Linked DNA regions of Mus musculus: region 1 is linked to region 2. A link is a contact called in public promoter capture Hi-C data. All regions are on one chromosome and are shown on one strand. The core of a region is the stretch at or near the end of the contact, and the rest is flanking DNA. Distances in the headings are between cores, read along the strand shown. Region 1 holds the start of 4930449E01Rik (RIKEN cDNA 4930449E01 gene). Region 2 holds the start of D130079A08Rik (RIKEN cDNA D130079A08 gene).

What was found. Promoter capture Hi-C pulls out the DNA fragments that hold promoters and counts their contacts.
Region 1: a promoter capture Hi-C map of pre-B cells shows a contact between it and region 2, with 4 times the contacts expected there. The contact joins the promoter of 4930449E01Rik here to the promoter of D130079A08Rik in region 2. A contact is called at or near these places in 2 of 39 promoter capture datasets (liver and pre-B cells).

The regions. Positions count from the first base shown.
Region 1 is chr14:105,497,454-105,500,178 of GRCm38.p6, forward strand. It overlaps 4930449E01Rik (RIKEN cDNA 4930449E01 gene), which reads left to right and starts at 1,335. Exons shown (of 3, transcript NR_045921.1): 1 at 1,335-1,628.
Region 2 is chr14:104,458,059-104,460,758 of GRCm38.p6, forward strand. D130079A08Rik (RIKEN cDNA D130079A08 gene) reads right to left here and starts at 1,278. Exons shown (of 5, transcript NR_168067.1): 1 at 1,161-1,278.

The DNA.
Region 1 (2,725 bases), core at 85-2,584, 1.0 Mb after region 2:
TATGTATGCATTTATATATACATACATAAATATGCATATATAAAAACTTTTTTCCTTGTGTATAGTCATGATACGTGGTCATGTGTTACATAAAGCTATTTTCATACAAGTATATAAGCATACTTTGATCACCTTGCCCCCTATGCCCTCCCTATCTCTTTTGCCCTCCCCCCTTTCTATTATTCCTCTTATTCTCCTAGGCTATTTCTCTTCTATTTTTATGTCATATGCATACATTATTTTACATATCCATATATATGTTAGGAATCACAAGGGAAGGAAAACATATTTGTCATTCTTTGAATGACAAAATTTGTTTAATATGGTTATGCCCATTTGTGTTCATTTTTATGAAAATGACATAATCTTATATTTATGCAGTCACGTGAAGGAAAATTTAAGAAATCCTAGACCATGCTGAGAAGGAGAATCTTATATTTTTAAGGAGAGAACCACTTATATGTGAAGAAAAAAAAAATAAGAGGAATGGGAGGATTCTATGGCAGCTTCTCTCTCACTACCATGGGAAGAAAACAGATAAAATTAAATTAACCCTCGGGACTCCATGCTCTCGGGGGGGGGGGGGGTTTCTTGGGACCTTGCAAAAAGGATGGAGCATATGGTAGGAAGTACCCCTGTGACAACATGGGCTCAAATGAAATTTCAAGGATCATAAATCCTCCTGTTTCTTCTCATAATTTGATGAACAGCTGGTACCAGGAAGTATAACATTCCTCGAGTTATATTCGTGCCTGCATTTCTTTTTTTAAAAGTATCTTTAAAAAAAAAAAGCATCCGGGTTTGGCTCCTGGAAAAAGGAACATGGAACCACTCCAGGATGATCACTAATCTGCTTCAGGAAGGCAGCCTTCCCACCTCGGGGGACATTCACAATGGTCTGCTGTAGTGATCTGTCATAGCATATGGAGGGGGGGGGAGTGGAACATGAGATTGCACAACAGAGGAATATGCATAATTTGGAACTGTGGTTTAAGAAAAAAGGAAAAGAAGGAAGGGAGGATCCCATATTGTCTGTCTACATAGCCAAGAAGAGGCCAAGTGATAAATTCTATGCCCATCTTGAGGGCATAGACTGGGAAACTAGTGGAGAGAGTAAATCACTGGTTTTGGAAATGTACCAAGTTAAATATCCTTTCTGCGTTATCCTTTAAAGAATTAGTTGAAGACAATGGGACTCCAGAGAGCAGCGCTCCCCTAAGTGTGCAGTGCCTGCTCACATACCATAGGTAGTACAGAGACCCTTCCCCCCCCCCTCCCCGGTAAGACAGGAGATGGAGTGTGAACAGATCCCCCACGTCTCTCCTGTGCGGGATGACGAATGCTATATCCTTTCCAGGCTGGTCTTCACTCATCTGCTCTACCTACTGCTTTCTGCTTTGGGAATGCTGAGTGACTTTACCCTGTAGAACCTGGGCCCATCTGAAAGAGGAAGGGATGAAGGCCAGCTGGGTTGGCTGGCTGAATGAGTGTGTTGCATGGATGGATCGTTGTTCACATGCCTCAACACTTTCTGCGACTGGTCAGCTTGGTAGCATTCATTCTAGCAGTGGTCAGTCTGCTCCTCTCCTTGAAGCAGAATGGGAGAGTGTGGAGGAAGGCAGGAGCAGGTAAGGTGGGCAGAGAAGACAGAATGAGAGGGAGAGAGAGAGAGAGAGAGAGAGAGAGAGAGAGAGAGAGAGAGAGAGAGGAGTTGCAGATCTGTATTTAAATCCGACTATTGCCCAAATAGTCTGCGTTTACCTGATATGCCTATTGTTTATGTTCTGCTTTTGCTTTGAACATTTAAAAAGGAACCAAACAGAAGCTGTACATTTTAAAGCAATGTTCAGGCTAGCAGGTGTTAAGAAATGCAAAGCGGGGAAACCGTTGCAACGCGACGAAATAGTCAGCATTACTTGCCCCCCACCGCCCCGCCCCCAAGCCTCTCAAGGTAAGATGGCTCTACTGTCAGCTCAGCTGCAGCCAAGACAAAAAGGCCTGGCTAACTGAAGGGACAGAGACAAGACAGGCAACCTCCTTTTAACATCTCAGGGGAAAGAGCTCACTCAGGAAGCAGAATCTCATGGCTCCGGAACAGCAATGGCATTGTGCCAGCAGACAACAGGAAGTGAGCACAAACAGACCCCTCCTCAACATAAACGCGCACAGACTTAACCTATGGCCGGACTTCTGCCCTTGAGTGACCAGAGCCATTAGGATGCAGGTCAAAAGGTTGTCGTGTGACAGAAAATGGAGCCTTATTGAATGAAGGAGAACTAAAAAAATTCTTTTGTTTGCTTCACTCTGGGGTTTGTATAGCTACTGTGATGTCATAATGGAGTCCAGAGTGGGAAAAAGAAACCCCTGATTTATCACAGCCGGAGACAGGCCGTCGGAAACTCAGTTAAACCCTGAAGGGGAAAGACAGGCACAAGAAGGAACCACACAAAAGTCAGCGTCTTCTCCGACGGGGGTGTACACAGTTATCTTTCTGAACATCAGAAGCTGAGAGAGAGACCACCAGAAAATTCCTGCTTTATCTATGAGGGCGGAAAGACAGATAGACGCTTTCCTGACCCACTGGCTTTTCTTCCCTAGACTCCAAGGTGTCTTCATCATAGTGGGCTAGGAGGGAAAGAAAAATGTGATTCCTAAATCTATACAACCGGGGAGTGTATTACATGATAGCATAGGAAAAATTCACACACACACACACTCACTCACA
Region 2 (2,700 bases), core at 28-2,527:
GCGCCCCTTTTGAACTATATTCTGGCTGTTTGCTTGGCAAATAAATACTGTTCCGCCCTATTAAACCTTTTAGGTAGTTTTCATCTCTGGATTCCTCAAATACAGAGCTAATAAGGCGATGCTTTGAAGCTGTTTTACTTTCAAACTATAGCCCCGAGGCGTTAAAACCCACAAAAGGTAAGTGAGAAGTAAACTGCCAGGAGCGAGGCTGCGCCCTTCCTTTCAAAACTGCTGGGACTCTAGCCGAAAATAGTCCGGATTTCAGTGCAAAACCGGGTTTCAATTGGAAGCCCCTGGGAGTTCTATTCGTGTGCCACTTTACCAAAGGAAGTCAAGAGAGAAGAGACCGGTTTAAGTTTAAAAGCCTGGGAATTTCTTGGAAGGAGGTAGAGATGGGTGGTAAAGGCCGAAATTGGTTTCCCTAAGTTGATGCTGGCAAACATGTGTCAGATGGAAGGTAAAGATTAGGAGTTAGTTGGCAGTGGACTCAAGGAACCAGTAAAAGAACTTCTTCAAGAGGAGTGGCAGTGTGCGCCAAGAGATTGCTGGCCGAGCTTAAACTCACTTGGAACCTAGACATTAAGATTACCCATTCGGAAGACTCTATTAACTTACATTTGTTCCCTGCTTTCCCAGTCCCAAGATAGCTCCCGCCCCCGCCCCTCTGCACCCAACATGAGGATTTTTTTTTTAAGTTTAGTTTAAATGTAGGCAAACAAAACAACCAAAACGTATTCGGTTTTAGTGAAAACAGATAAAAAGCGCTTGCCGCTGAAAGGCTACACATTTTAAGTAGATTTGACAAGAAAGATAAGCCTGATCCAAACATCTCTGTACCTCGTCAAAGGCACCCTACCTACCTGCCTTTTCAAATTCCTACATTTCCATTGCTAAAACAGAATGCATTTTAAGATTCTGCAGAGCCCAGGACGCGAGCTCCCAAACCCGTGAGCCTCAGAGCCCTCTGCACATTTAGCTTCTCTTTCTTTTTCTTTCTTTCATCGCAACGATTTGATAAAGTCGCAGAGATGATCAAAATTAACATAAATCATTATTAGTTATTAGGATTTGCTCTAAATTACACTGTGAATATCGCACCAGCCCCATCTGCCGCCCCTGCTCTCTCAGCAATAGATTGCAGATAAAATAAATGTCCTTACCCCATTAGAAGGTTCCTGTCTCTGTAGCCAAAAGCCAAACAAAAGCAATAAATACCAGGCTTTTTCTCTCACTATTCAGCTGCGACTCTTCTCATCAGCCCTTCCTCTGGAAAAGCTCAATAGCTGCCTGAAAATATTGCATTTTATATCACCAAAGGGCGATTAATATTGCATTAACTGTATTTAACATTTTTAAGCGCGAGTAATCTACAATGAGTTACTTTCTGTTAGTAAGTACAGGGGCGTCAGAACTCCTGCAGACCACTTAAGATAGCTTTGTGAACGGATTATTTATCTCACACGTTGTATTTTTTTTTAATAATGTAAGGGTGTGCCACGCGATGTTTGAAGTAGAAGAAGCCGTGCTAATGGTCTGCTGAAAGTATTCTGACACTGTCTGGAGACGGCCAGGTCTCTGCCTTCATTAAATGTTTATTGTCAACACTTGGCAGGGGCGGGAGGGAGAGAAGAGACCTGTGCAAGTGATTTTCCGCGGTTGGAAATTGTCAACGTTTTGTTTTATTCCGATTCTCGTCTATAGAAGTTTGTATACATTGTGCTGTGCTGAGGCTAGGCGTCGGAGTTATTAAACAAACTTATGCTTGCAATTCGTTTTACTCGATAAATGCGCGGTCTCTTTTCTCTCCATCCACCCTCTTTGCCAAGTCTTCATCAAGCTCTCTGCCAGTCCCTTCCGCTTCCCTTCACCCCTTCAATTTGTTCCTAGCCACCTCCCTCAGAGCAGACTGGGACGCTCTTCCCCATTCCACCGGGGGAGGGGGACGATCTGAGGGAGAACACGAGGGCTTTGCAGCACCCCAATCCTTTCGTCCAGATATAAATCCTCTCTAGTCTAATCAGTTCGCGGGGTATTGCATCTTAACAACAAAGCAAAAGCCTAGGTCGTATTCATCCAATTCTTTTGAAAATAAACAAAAAATTAAAATAAAAAATAAAATAAAAATTAAACCTGCAAAACCAAATTTGAAACTTCTGCATCCGTTAACTGACTTTTGACTTAGGCAAGTTGGGATGTAAAAAGAGAATTTTTAACTAATATGAGATTTGCGTCTTCTTCCCTTTTCACTCAAACTGATCTCAAAGGCACTTAGGAGAGGAACTCGACCTCTGACAGCGCCTAATTTTTGAAACCGGGAACTGCAGCTGACTCCCCCAAGTCGCGCTCAGTGCGCATGTGCGGGCTCTGCTCCCTCCCTTTCCCCCCCCCATCCCCCACCCCCCCGCCACGCTCCACGCACTCAGTCCGCTCGGACTCGCCCCCACCACGGTCTGAGCTCGGTGGCTACCAGTGCGCACGCGCGCGGGATGCCCTAGCCTTGGGCTCTTAACCCGCTCGCATCTACTCTTGCCTGGCTGTATGCTGCCCCTGACCGGGAAAATGCTGGTTGTCTGGCGACTAGGAACCTAGGGGCCAGGGGTCCCCAGCAAGAAGCTCGGGCGTGTGTGTGTGTGTGGGGGGTGCACCCCTGGTAGCTGAATACACGACCCAGTTACTCTGGTTTGGGCCTGCACACGCCAT